Linked DNA regions of Zea mays: region 2 is linked to region 1. Evidence: chromatin contacts called from public Hi-C data. All regions are on one chromosome and are shown on one strand. The core of a region is the stretch at or near the end of the contact, and the rest is flanking DNA. Distances in the headings are between cores, read along the strand shown. Region 1 holds the start of LOC100280701 (FLU). Region 2 holds the start of LOC100383549 (putative AMP-dependent synthetase and ligase superfamily protein).

Region 1 (6,109 bases), core at 1,373-3,872:
GCTGTCATCATAGGTGGGGAAGTCGATCTTGTAGTAGCGAGGGGGAGCCTGTGCCGCCTGGCTATAGCCCAGGCCAGCAGCGGGCTCGACGACCCCGAAGGAGGCTGTCTGGGTCGTGGGTTCATGGAAGAGGACTCCCTCGACGCCTCCGTAGAAGACCCCCCCAAAGGCCGGCACGTGGGGGGCTTCAGACTTCACCACCGACGATGTGATGGTCGCCGAAGTAGAGTAGATCGGCGGCTGCAGCACATATGACGGGACTTGCGACGGTGATCGGGGCCACTGCATCAAGTGTAGCGGTACGCCAGGCGCAGCCCCGGCCATGGAGGATGCGGCAGCGGCGGATGTTGGGAGAGATGCGGTGGGCGGCGGCGCAGATGGGCTGGGCGGCAGTGGCATGGGGGTGGAGGCAGGCAGTGGTGGGTTCTGGGCGCCGATGATGTAGGTATGGATGGAGGAGATGTTCCCCTGCATCGCGATCATGTTTCCCTGCATGACAACCATGTTCCGTGAGATTTCCCGGACTACTTCAGCGAGGGAATCCAGGGTCAGGGGAACAGATGAGGTGCTTGGCGGCACATAACCGGTGGACGGCACCGTGGACGGCACCGTGGCTAATGGCAGCGACGCCAACGCCTGAGAAAGCGACGGCGCTGATGGCGAGGAGGGCAGCGACGCCAACGCCTGAGAAAGCGACGGCGCTGATGGCGAGGAGGGCAGCGGCGGATCGTTGGACATAGCCGATACCAGATTGATAGGAATACGATCCCTACCACGGATTGGCCTTAGGTTGTATGAGTGCGAGGGGGCTGGGCGAGGGAGGAAACGCCCACGGCTGTGTTTGGACGCCGTGGATGCTGGGCGGAGGGAAAGAGGGAGATGGGCTGCTGAACGGAAGAACACACTGATGAACAGTAGCGTGATGAACAGTGGCAGCTAGGGTTTCTCCTAGCTCCCAGAGGGAAGCTGGAAACTATAATTGTTTCTGCTTAATTCCATATAGGGTGGTGCTTACAATTATTTATACTCCCTTCTAGTACTTATCTAATGAGATCAAATCCCTCTTTTCTCTCTAACAAATCTTATCTCCTTAATCTTCTAATCCTTATCCAACTAATCTGCATGTGTAGATCCTTATCCAACTAATTTGCATGTCTATCCGTTGCTTCTGTTGTTATCCGGCGCCTGTAGTGGCGGCCGGTCATAACAGTTTTCCTTCTCTAAGTTACATACAACGCATCTGTTTTTTCTCTTGATTGCCTGAATTACCTTCACGCTAAAACAATTTAGAAGACAGTATTTATTTATTTTATTTGTCAAAAAACGTAGCTTCATCTGCATCAAGCCTGGGGATATCTGCTAGTTATATAGGGCATGATTGGTTGCATGGTTTTGCCAGGGCCAAGTTCTACTGGTGCAGTCACCTTGTTGTTTGGTTTCCCGCACAGGCGCACAGCATCATGGGCCAGGCCCGATGTATGCACCTGATCACGCCACAGCCTGGCCGAGCAGATACGGGAGAATTGACCTTCTCTCCCTGGCCAGGTTGTGCTGATGCAGGCACAGAACATGAAAGATCATTTTAATTTGGTATTTTTGTGATATCTCTTAATTAAAACGTCTAATTAATATATCAATTTTACTCTCATGTTCCTGACATTTTTACCAATAAAACTAGACTACACTTGCTATACAAATTCTTTTTAAAAATATTTTATTTTTTATGTTTATTCTATCTCCATCATATCCAGCCTATCAAACATCGTCCCTTCTCAGTCTGATTGACGACATGCAACTTAACCAAACAAACAATCTGGTATGTTTACAACCTAGTCTCGATGAGCCTAGTTTATCACATGCGACCATTCTAAGTTGAGAAAAGAAACCAATCGCACCCACAGTTTCAAGTTTCTTTGCTGTGGCTTTAATCCAGCTGCGGCTGCAGCTTTTACAGTATTTTGTCTCTATAGATCGCCGCTGTAGTCCCAACAGGTGCAGACGCAGCCATTGGAAGGAGTATGCAACCAAAACACAATGGTGATGGGACATCGTCTCACACTCTAGCAAGATTTCAGAGTCACTAAAACTCCTATCACCGCGATTGCTACAAACCTCAATGTGAGGACGACAGCAGTGAGCACCAGACCTGGCAACTTGCAGTAACATTCAGTTACACACGTACAGCAATCAAACAGAGACAACAGAAGTAGAGAGGGGATGGCGAGCATTTCGTCGACCAGCTCCGGTGCGCAGCAGTTCGCGAGAGAGACCACAAAAGCACACGGGCTGGTGCTAGTAACTGCTGCTCGGAGGAGTAATTGATTGAATAAGCCAGCGCGAAGGAGGCCAGGAGGCGTGGCACGTCTACAGATAATAGACCAAATTCCAAGAAATAAAGAGAAAAAAAGAGGAAATGGCCATGCGGGGGGGGGGGGGGGGGGGGGGGGGGGGGGGAGGGTCACTTACTGGAAACGACCTCCGGAAGGACGACGCGCGGCAATGCTCTGAGGCCGGAGCTCCGCCGGGGCGGCACCGACGGAGCAGCGAGGCGCAGGAGAAGCGCCATGACACGAGGGAATAGGATAAGGGAGGGAACCAAATCTGCGAGGGGCTCATATCGTCATGTATGTTTTTAGCGGGTTATTTTTCATGTAAGACCCTGGAAAGGATGTGATATATTATTGTAACCAAAGTGAACACGCGGCTGAAGCCAGAAGCCACTGTTCTTGACATTACTACATTAGAGATCAGTAGGTCAATTTCACTCTTTTCTAAATACCCATACGTGATACGGAATTAATATAATAAAATACATTCATATAAAAAACACTAATTATTATTTTATACTTTTATTATCATCTATATATCATGTCGTATGTCGGCACAAGATTGCTGGTAGAATCAGATTTAAGACACACCATTAAAGGGGTGAAGGCAAGAACTAAAGTTTGCCTGAAGATGGTGTGACTCCAATCGGCTGGAGTTGCCTTCACCCCTTGCAGTATCTTTGGTTGTTAAACTTGGTTGGTTGGTTTGGTAGTCAATTATACCATTAGCTTTTATTCCATAGTTTGCGGGGCACCTATTCCTCTTCTGTCTAACATCTGAAGCGGACTATCGGTCCAGACAGGATGATCGTCGTTTATTGTCCCTATCTCTTTCATCTAGGTTCTCGAACATCAGTATTTCTGTTGTGATTAATGGAGATGGGGTCGAGCTTGGTTCTGGAAAAAAGGAACAAATAAAACATTCTCTAATATAAGCCATGATGCTACAAATAGGGAAATCGTGTGAATGTGATGACCAATGCTGCAAGATCAGAGCATGGTATAAAGATTTCACTAATCTCAATGTTTAGGAACAACTAAAATGTTAGGAGCCTACATCTGCCGAAGGTCCTCAAATAACTCTTGGTTTGGAGTGAACAGATTTGTTTCAGGTACACGACTAACAGCAGACGAAGCTAGGCCTCGGTCTAAGTGCTATCAGGAATAGCTGAAGCAATGCAAGGAGAAGCTTCATTCAGCACACACGGATAACAAGGATGAAACTCGAAGCTGCAAGCTTCGGCACAAAGAGGCTTTCACACGACGAAGTCCGAGACTTGTGTAGCAAGAAGAATGAGAAAGGACAATGTTGCCCTGATGTCGTTTATAAATCATGTATGTGAAACCCTAAGGGCATGAATGTAATTTTGTACGAGGTTGTTCATCTTCCCTATAAATAGATGAACAATGACATGTATGAATTCACCTTTTGAGGGTCATAGCTTCGTGTTGCTTAGCCTTCTAAGAACCTTCGTGTCACCATGTGTCAAGGAACCGAATGTATGTTTGTAAATTGTTTGATACAAAGGAAGATGGAATAAAAATGCTAAGGCATATAAGATGAGTTTCACACCCCATTGTACATTGTCATCCCGTTTCATGATGTTTTTATTCACATCTTCTTTTAAAAGACCTTTGTCCTTAGTGCTAACACTTCATAGAAGTGTTAAAACAAGGACTAAGGTTCATGTATATTTAACTTGTGTTGCCTTGATTCTCAATGCCACCAGAGGATTGAAATCAAGTGACCAACATTAGCGCCCACCTCCGGCGATTCAAACCACAACGACAACCTACATCATGTTGTTAAAGAAGGCAATGACAACCAGCTCCGTCCTCAGGACCTTGGACACCAACCAGGGGAACAAAGCTCTCCTTAGGGAGGCAAGAAACCAGAAGAGGAAAGCCATTAGCCCAGAGCCACAAGACGAGGAGCTTGATCAAGAATTCAATAACCTCGAAGTAATCCACCAGCAGTTGGAGAAGCGTAGGGAGAAGGTGCTTCGTCTTTTTGAGCTTCAGAAAAAGATTGACGAAGCAACCAAAGAATGCGTAACATTAATGTGCCAGATTAGCACAACTACAAGGATAAGAACTATGAGGGCCATAACCATGAAAATCTTCGTCATGGACCAGTCAACTTCCAAGATTTCCTCCACGACGAAGCCTCCCCACTAACACCAGAGCTGCAGGCGACTCCTTGGCCACCACGTACAAGCCACCTACACTACCAATGTATGATGGCCTAACTTATCCAAAGCAGTTCCTTATGAGTTATGAATCTACCAAATCCTCATATGGGGGTAACTCGATAGTCATGGCGAAGTCCTTTATCATGGCGGTTAGGAATGTGGCTCAGACTTGGTACTCATCACTTCGGCCAAGAACTGTCACTTCGTGGCAAAAGCTAAAAGAAATGCTCCTCACCAGTTTCCAAGGCTTCTAGTCAAAGCCAGTCACTACACAAGCCCTGTTCCAGTGTACCTAAGATCCAGACGAATACATTCAGTCGTTCGTCCGAAGGTTCCTTCATCTTCGAGCTCAAGCACCAGCAGTCCAAGATGACATCGTCATCGAAGCCATGGTCAAGGGGCTCAAGCTAGGACCAGCAACCTAGTACTTCGCAAGGAAGCCTCCACACTCTTTGGAGAAATTATTATAGAAGATGGATGAATACACCAAGGTCGACAACGATTTCTGCCAAAGAAGGGAGGAGTTGCATAGATACACCAAAGCCACCAGGGGCTTCGGAGGAAGATTCAACCCAAGGCATGTAAGAAGAATTCACAACCCGGTGCAAGGTGAAGAAAAGATAGCTCAATCTCAGGGCCAGTCAGGCCAGCAACAAACAAGCTCTTAGCAGTAGCCTTCCCACAGCACATTTTGTCTGCTTTCTCCAATTGGGGGAAGGGGAGGCCAAAGCTTTGGTTTCAGGTTTAATGCGCCTCCAAGGAAGCCATTCTACTTGTTTTATGGTGAGGACAAGGGCCACATAACAAGAACCTGCCACCATACAATCAACAAGTAGAAAGGACTTGCTTCGTCAGCAGCTCAACCTTCCCGGTTGAAGGAGGTGTTCAGTACATCTTCATACTGTTCATCGTATGTCCCGCAGTATGTTCAACCTCCGTCACAGGAGCCAAGGCTGCATTTGTCTGTGGCCTCAAATGCTTCAAGCAACCAGTGATGAGCACATGGTCACCATCTACCTCCTTCGCTCGGGACCACCTTCCTACGATCAGGTTCCTGCCGGTCATTCCAAGTTCCTAGTGCAAGATTTGCAGCAAAGGGACAGAAGGGAGGGATCTGAAACTCGTAATGTCAATAGTATGGTTCTGGAGTCAAAGCATATATACTAAAGACCCTAAGGGCTGGGTAATGGAGACCTAAAGCTACTAAGAAGAAGCCATTTCACATCTACGTTTATTTGCAAAACTCTTCCATTATGCAATTCAATGTAATAAGCAAAGTTGGCACTTTCGAGTGCAATGACAAAATGATTTATTCACCTAAGTAACGGTGAAAAAAGCTCTAAAGTCATTCTTAAGGGAATGCAGAGCTCTAATTTGATCACCTAAGTGACGATGAAAAAGCTTCGAAGTCGTTCCTAAGGGAATGTAAAGCTCTGATTTATTCATCTAAGTAACGGTGGAAAAAGCTCCAAAGTTGTTCCTAAGGGAATGCAAAGCTCTGATTTGATCACCTAAGTAACGACGAAAAAAGCTCTGAAGTGGTTTCTAAGGAAATGCAGAGCTTTGTTTTGATCGCCTAAGTAATAGTGA
Region 2 (6,109 bases), core at 955-3,454, 310 kb before region 1:
CCGCCATTATTTCTTTTGTGATCTTCTCTGTATTTGTTTTTGCCATAGATTCGTAAAACCCAGCCAGAAAAGGGTCCACAACTTTCTTTTCCTCAGACATCTTATTTTCCTCAGGCATCTTCTTCTCCTCAGACATCTTCTTGTGTATATCACGAAGCTCGAAAATCAAGCGAGAGCTGATAACAAGAGTTAAAAATTTGAGAAAATAACGCAAGCAACAGAAATGGCATAGCAAATGCTGCCACTGTGGGTTTCTATTTATATTCCTAGTGCATTGCAACTTGGCGGGCCCCATTTGTCATTGACTTTCGCTATTCTAGCGAAGGGAAGGTGTTTTTCGGACCTTCGTTCACGTCGCAGTCTGAATTTGTTAGATACAAGAACAAATTAATACTACGAGGGGCTACTGTTGGGGGCCTTCGTCTTTCGAAGGTCCTCAAAAACACGACTAACATGCTTTCCAATTATAATATAATGTTACATGAACCTTCGGCTTTGAGATGAAGGTGCGCATGGTATGAAAGGCGTGGTCTGAAAGAAGGATGAATCAATTCCGAAGCTATGGATGGAGAAGCTTCGGCTTAGCGCAAAGACGGTGATGGAGAGTGAAACCGACCTAAAGAGGAAAAGACTGCTTAGTCCTCGACAGATTACTTCTTAGTCAATAGTAAATGTCAAGAATATGAATGTAATTTTACATAGGCTGCGTCGTGTGCCTATAAATAGATAAACAGTAACACGGTACTGTTCACGCTGACCTGTAATCACTCGCACGTCACTCTTGGATTCTTACCTTCTGTCAAGCCGAAGGTACAAATGTAACTCAATATCATTAATGTTTGTTCATGATCATATAATGAGAAGATAGATAATGATTTAATATGGTTATTCATGTTCTCTATATGTCTTATATGTTCCTGCTTTTTATTATGACATATTGAGATGATGAATGTTTGCCCTTCATAACCTTTGTCTGAAGATCATTATATCCTAAGGGAGATAATGTTTCGAAGGACGAAGGTCTTTAACCATTAACATTTGTGTTGCCTTGTTCTTATCTCATAGCATTTAAGAACAAGTGACCAACAATGGGCATAACTCCCATCTCAAAAGTACAAAAGATACATCATTGGTTATATATCTTTCCAATAATATAGCATATAAATGTTGAAACCTCCCAAATTTGATAATAGAAATGAACAAATTGCAGTATTACTTGTCTAGGATTCCCATGGTTATGATTGGCATTGACCCTCCAATTTTTTTACTCATCCCACCAATGCAAAAATACTGATCAAGAAACTTGGTTTGGCGGAGCCGAAGAAAAATCTTATCAGTTATTACTAATATTTGGTACTTTATATGTCTCAATTTATAATTAATTTTACTTTTTTATCAAGTTTAACAGGCTCGGTTTATTAAAAAATTACAAAAGATAATAAATTTGAAGTTGTACTTAAAGTATATTATATGCTAAACAATATCACAAATAAAAATTAATAATAATTATGAAAATTTTTAAATAAACGAGCTATCAAACTTGGTATAAAAAATCAAATAAATTATAAATTAGATTGGAGTGATCAACTATTTTTTGCTAAACTTTAGCACTGCACTTTTTGCTAAAGTTTAGCTACTAAAAAATAAACAGGGTAGCTAAATGTGTTGTGTTAAGGTTTAGCACTCATTAGCGCTTTAGCTCCACCAAAGATACTAAATTGTGCTAAAAGTGTTCACCAACCTCATTTTACCATGAATACCCCTTTTTCTCCCTGGCCGCATGCTCCTCGTAGACCAGTGATTGTTAAAGTTTAGCACTTTATTCAAACACTCCTCAAGTACTAAAGTTTAGCACGTGCCAAATTTTAGCAAATGCTTAACTTTAACACTAGAGAAATAAATAGACCACTATATAAATTAGAGAAATAATTCCACTAGAAATTATTTTACAGCACCAACCCGTGACAATCGAACGGCCCCCTGAAGCAGGGCATCCAACGGCCTCTGGTTCTGTAGAAACAATACCTTTCGTAGCAGTTCCCATCACGCGAAAAACGTGTATTGCGAATTTGAAAATTTCAGAAAAGAAAAACAATGAAGCCATACTTTGCCTTGCTGTTGTGAGTAAATCTTGTGCATACGCTGTTGGAACCCCTAACCCAGCATGCCAGATTATAAAACGCCAACCGTAACCGAAGGTGGCACACGACAAAATCACCAACCAGTCCAGTCACCACTGGGTGCTAAGGAGAAATGGCCACTTCCGCGCCTGCGGCCAACGCCGACGGCGCTGCTCCCGGAGGTGTAGATGGTCGCAGCGGCTTCTGTGAGGTGACCAGGACGTTCCGCAGCCTGCGCCCGCCGGTGCCGCTGCCGCCGACGGACTCACCGCTCTCGTTTCCGGAGTTTGCGTTCTCGCTCCTGGCGTCGTCCCCGACCCCCGCGCACCCGGCTCTCCTCGACGCCGCCACCGGCGAGGCCGTGTCGTTCCCGGCGTTCCTGTCCCAGGTACGCGCGCTCGCGGGGGCGCTGCGCTCCGTGGTCCGGCTCGGCCGCGGCGACGTCGCGTTCGTCCTCGCTCCGACACGGCTGGACGTGCCGGTGCTCTACTTCGCGCTGCTCTCATTCGGCGCCGTGGTGTCGCCGGTAAACCCTGCGCTGACCGCGGACGAGGTCGCGCGCCTCGTGGCACTGTCAGGCGCGTCCGTCGCCTTCGCCGTGTCGTCGACCGCCGCAAAGCTGCCGGCTGGCCTCCCCGCCGTGCTCCTCGATTCGGACCACTTCCGCTCCTTTCTGCAGAAGCAGAGCGACGGCCGTGGGGAGGAGGGACTTGCGGCGGACACGGCGGTGGTGCGGCAGTCGGATACGGCGGCGATCCAGTACTCGTCGGGGACAACCGGGAGGGTGAAGGCCGCGGCGCTGCCGCACCGGAGCTTCATCGCGATGGCGGCGGGATCCCATGCTCTGCTGGGGAAACCGAGGCGCGGTCGCGAGAGGTCGCTGCTGGGCGCGCCCATGTTCCACTCGATGGGGTTCTACTACACGCTGAAGGGGGTGGCGCTGGGGCACACGACGGTGATGCTGACCGACGCGGTGGCGCGGCGCGGCGTGAAGGGGGTGATCGAGGCGGCGGGGAGGTGGGCCGTCAGTGAGATGACGGCGTCGCCACCGGTGGTGGTGGCCATGGTCAAGGAGCGGTGCCACCTAGAGGCGCTGGAGCGCGTGGTATGTGGCGGCGCGCCGCTGCCGAGGACGGCAGCCGAGAGTTTCCGACGACGGTTCCCCAACGTGGATCTCTGCATGGTGAGTTTCCGTTTAGATGTGTCGCTTTCACTCAAATACTAACTAATAATAATTATTGTGAGCTAGTGGTGTTTTACAGTAGTCGATAGAGGCCACAAATTTAAGACAACAAAACAAAATGACGGTTTTGTTAAAATCTTGGACCACCGATTGCCTCTCTAACCTACCAAAAAATATCTGACCCGGCCGTGTAACATTTCGAACTTTTTATGTAACATTTTTGAAAAGGAGGGTGGTGGGGGGTGGGGAGGGGGTGTGTGGAGAACGCGTTCTTCATTTGCAAGCACATCACTCAAGTCAACTGATGGGAAAGTAGTAGTATGGTCCAGCAGGGGGTCAATGACGATGTAGCTTTGGTGACAGCAAATACACACCTTTTTAGTTAAACCATGCAACATACGCTTCGTTTCAAAATACCGTGACTGCTGATAAGTTTTTTTTTTTTTTGGTAATTATTCGAGGTGTCACCGTCTTAGTGCCATATAAGAATAGTTCAAAACGGATTAAGATCGGACTCTATTTCTATTATTTTTGAACTAAGATTAATTAAGGTCCTAACTTATTGTGAATAAACATTTGAATCGTAATCCATTACCACCCTATATACCAGTCATAAGACTTAGTCATATATAGAAAGAGAGATGTTGGCCTACGCTCAGGAGTCAGGACTTGCTCACGAAGCAATGCCAGCCGACATTGGTTTAGTAATACACTTCTCGGAGTTGACTTGTATGGTGATGATATAGCTGCATCATTAGCTTGTTCTAGGTCTTAGAATGAAATCCATTATAATTGTACGAAGGTGATGAGAGAAACAGGTTTCGGTGCAGTAATGGTTTGAGTATTGTACAATTGCTTCAAATATTAATACATACACATAATTTGAAACAAAAAATAAAAGCGAGTCTTTGAGACCCCGGCCCGTCCGGATCCACCCAGCAAATTGCTAGCCCTGCTAAAATAAATTGAGGTGGATCCAAATAGGATTACGCTTATCTAATAGATCGAGGCCAGCTAATTAGTAGTTGAGCACGCATAATTAGTAGTTAAGCACGTACTAGCTAACAACTATTTTACTAGCTGTCCTAATAGCAGTTAATATATTGCTAAAACATATGTTTGCCCTCTCAAATACACGTACCTATCTCCACCTGTTGAATGCGAAGAAAATTATAAACAAGACAATCAATACATCCAACTTTTAGTGTTGGGTGAAATAAATCTAGCCAGCTACAAAATAATTGAGATAGTTAATTAACTACAGTCATCGACAGGCATCTAATTAACGATAGTTAATTAGACGCTCTCCAATTGCTCAGTCTCATCCTCCCCTCCTCCGCACTACTCCATTGTAATATATAGTGTAAATCATATATTTTACATGATTCCATGTAGACATCCTGACATGATAACAATGTGTAGTATGATAGTACATACATTGCATGATTTTTTTTACTTTAAAAACTGATATAGAAATTTTAAATAATTGAGTTATAGTGTATATGGAGAGTTGGATTGGGGGAATTGTTGGAGGGGAAGAGAAATAGAGGAAGATTTTTTGGGAGAGGTAGTAAAATATGAGTAGATGGTACGAATAGGATTTTGGAGGGGGAATCGTTGAAACCGGCCTTAGGACGACACCCTAGTGGTTCATGCCTTCTCCCCAACGTTAGCGGCCCCACACCCTCCCATCCCATCCCTTCCTCCATCTCGACCATCCACCTGTTTGCATGCAAACGTCGGCCATAGCGGCCTCACCACACCCTTACCGAACGCCAGCCATGGTAGCCACCCTCGCCCCGCTAGTGGCTTCCTCGTCCCCTCATCATGTGCTAGGGAGCAGACACTAGGGTGCACCATGTAGCCATTGTCACCATCTTTCTGTCGTTCATTAGCGGTAGCCTCATAGTCCCTCCATTGGAGGCAACTCTACAATAGTGCGTGGAGGTCGACGGATTCTACATTCACTTTGATATGAGCGATTTTCACATAATTGATTCTCATACTGAGGAAGCGATGTGTTTGGCAGACAGAATCAGATTCCGACGGTCAGAATCTGATTTTAAGCTAAACAAACGCCCCTATGTCTACACCAGCAGCCTCAAAGAGAGTAGACATGGTCCTAGCATGCTGACTCCATGCTATAAACACCACCCATCTAAGGGCATGTTCGATTAGGACGGGATTGAAGTGGATTGGAGGGGATGAAATCCTTTTCTAATTAGAATTTAATAGAAGGGAATTTAATCCTCTCATTCCCCTTTGATTCCTGTGCAACCGAACAATACCTAAGGCTTCTTCAATTAGGGGTGGATTAAGGGAGATTGGAGGGGATTAAATCCCTAATCCCTAGGGAGACATTTAATCCCCCTGAATCCACACCAACATCTCTACAACCAAATAGAGACTTATTAGTGGGCAATGGACTCACCCTATTGTGAACCAAGCCAGAGAACTGGCTCGACTCGGCTTGTTAAGGTAACAAGATGGCTTGGCTCGACTCATTAAGGAACCGAGCCAGAGAACCAGCTCAGCTCAGCTCGTTTGTGACCTCGAGCTGGCTTGTTTAGCTCGCGAGTTACAATAAAAACAATATGCATATATATACAACAATATGATCAATTGCTTATTAATTCTAGACCAAATTAACACTTAAAAAGAGTAATAATACTCAAATTCACATAACACATCAATTCAACACCAAATGAACATAGTTTAACACTTATTAGTTCATCCAAAACAAGTGAAGGCTTTGTTTTGCTGATAAATGCTAGCTCGTTCGAGTTAACGAACAGGCTCAAACTTG

What was found. A called contact is a pair of places that touch in the nucleus more often than the background predicts.
Region 2: a contact with region 1 is called in a Hi-C map of leaf, with 3 times the contacts expected there. The contact joins the promoter of LOC100383549 here to the promoter of LOC100280701 in region 1. A contact is called at or near these places in 3 of 25 Hi-C or Micro-C datasets (ear, leaf and tassel).

The regions. Positions count from the first base shown.
Region 1 is chr7:81,393,174-81,399,282 of Zm-B73-REFERENCE-NAM-5.0, reverse strand. It overlaps LOC100280701 (FLU), which reads right to left and starts at 2,622. Exons shown (of 5, transcript NR_176469.1): 1 at 2,467-2,622.
Region 2 is chr7:81,698,359-81,704,467 of Zm-B73-REFERENCE-NAM-5.0, reverse strand. LOC100383549 (putative AMP-dependent synthetase and ligase superfamily protein) reads left to right here and starts at 2,204. Exons shown (of 5, transcript NM_001357155.1): 1 at 2,204-3,303. The coding sequence starts at 2,254. It also overlaps the pseudogene LOC118472938.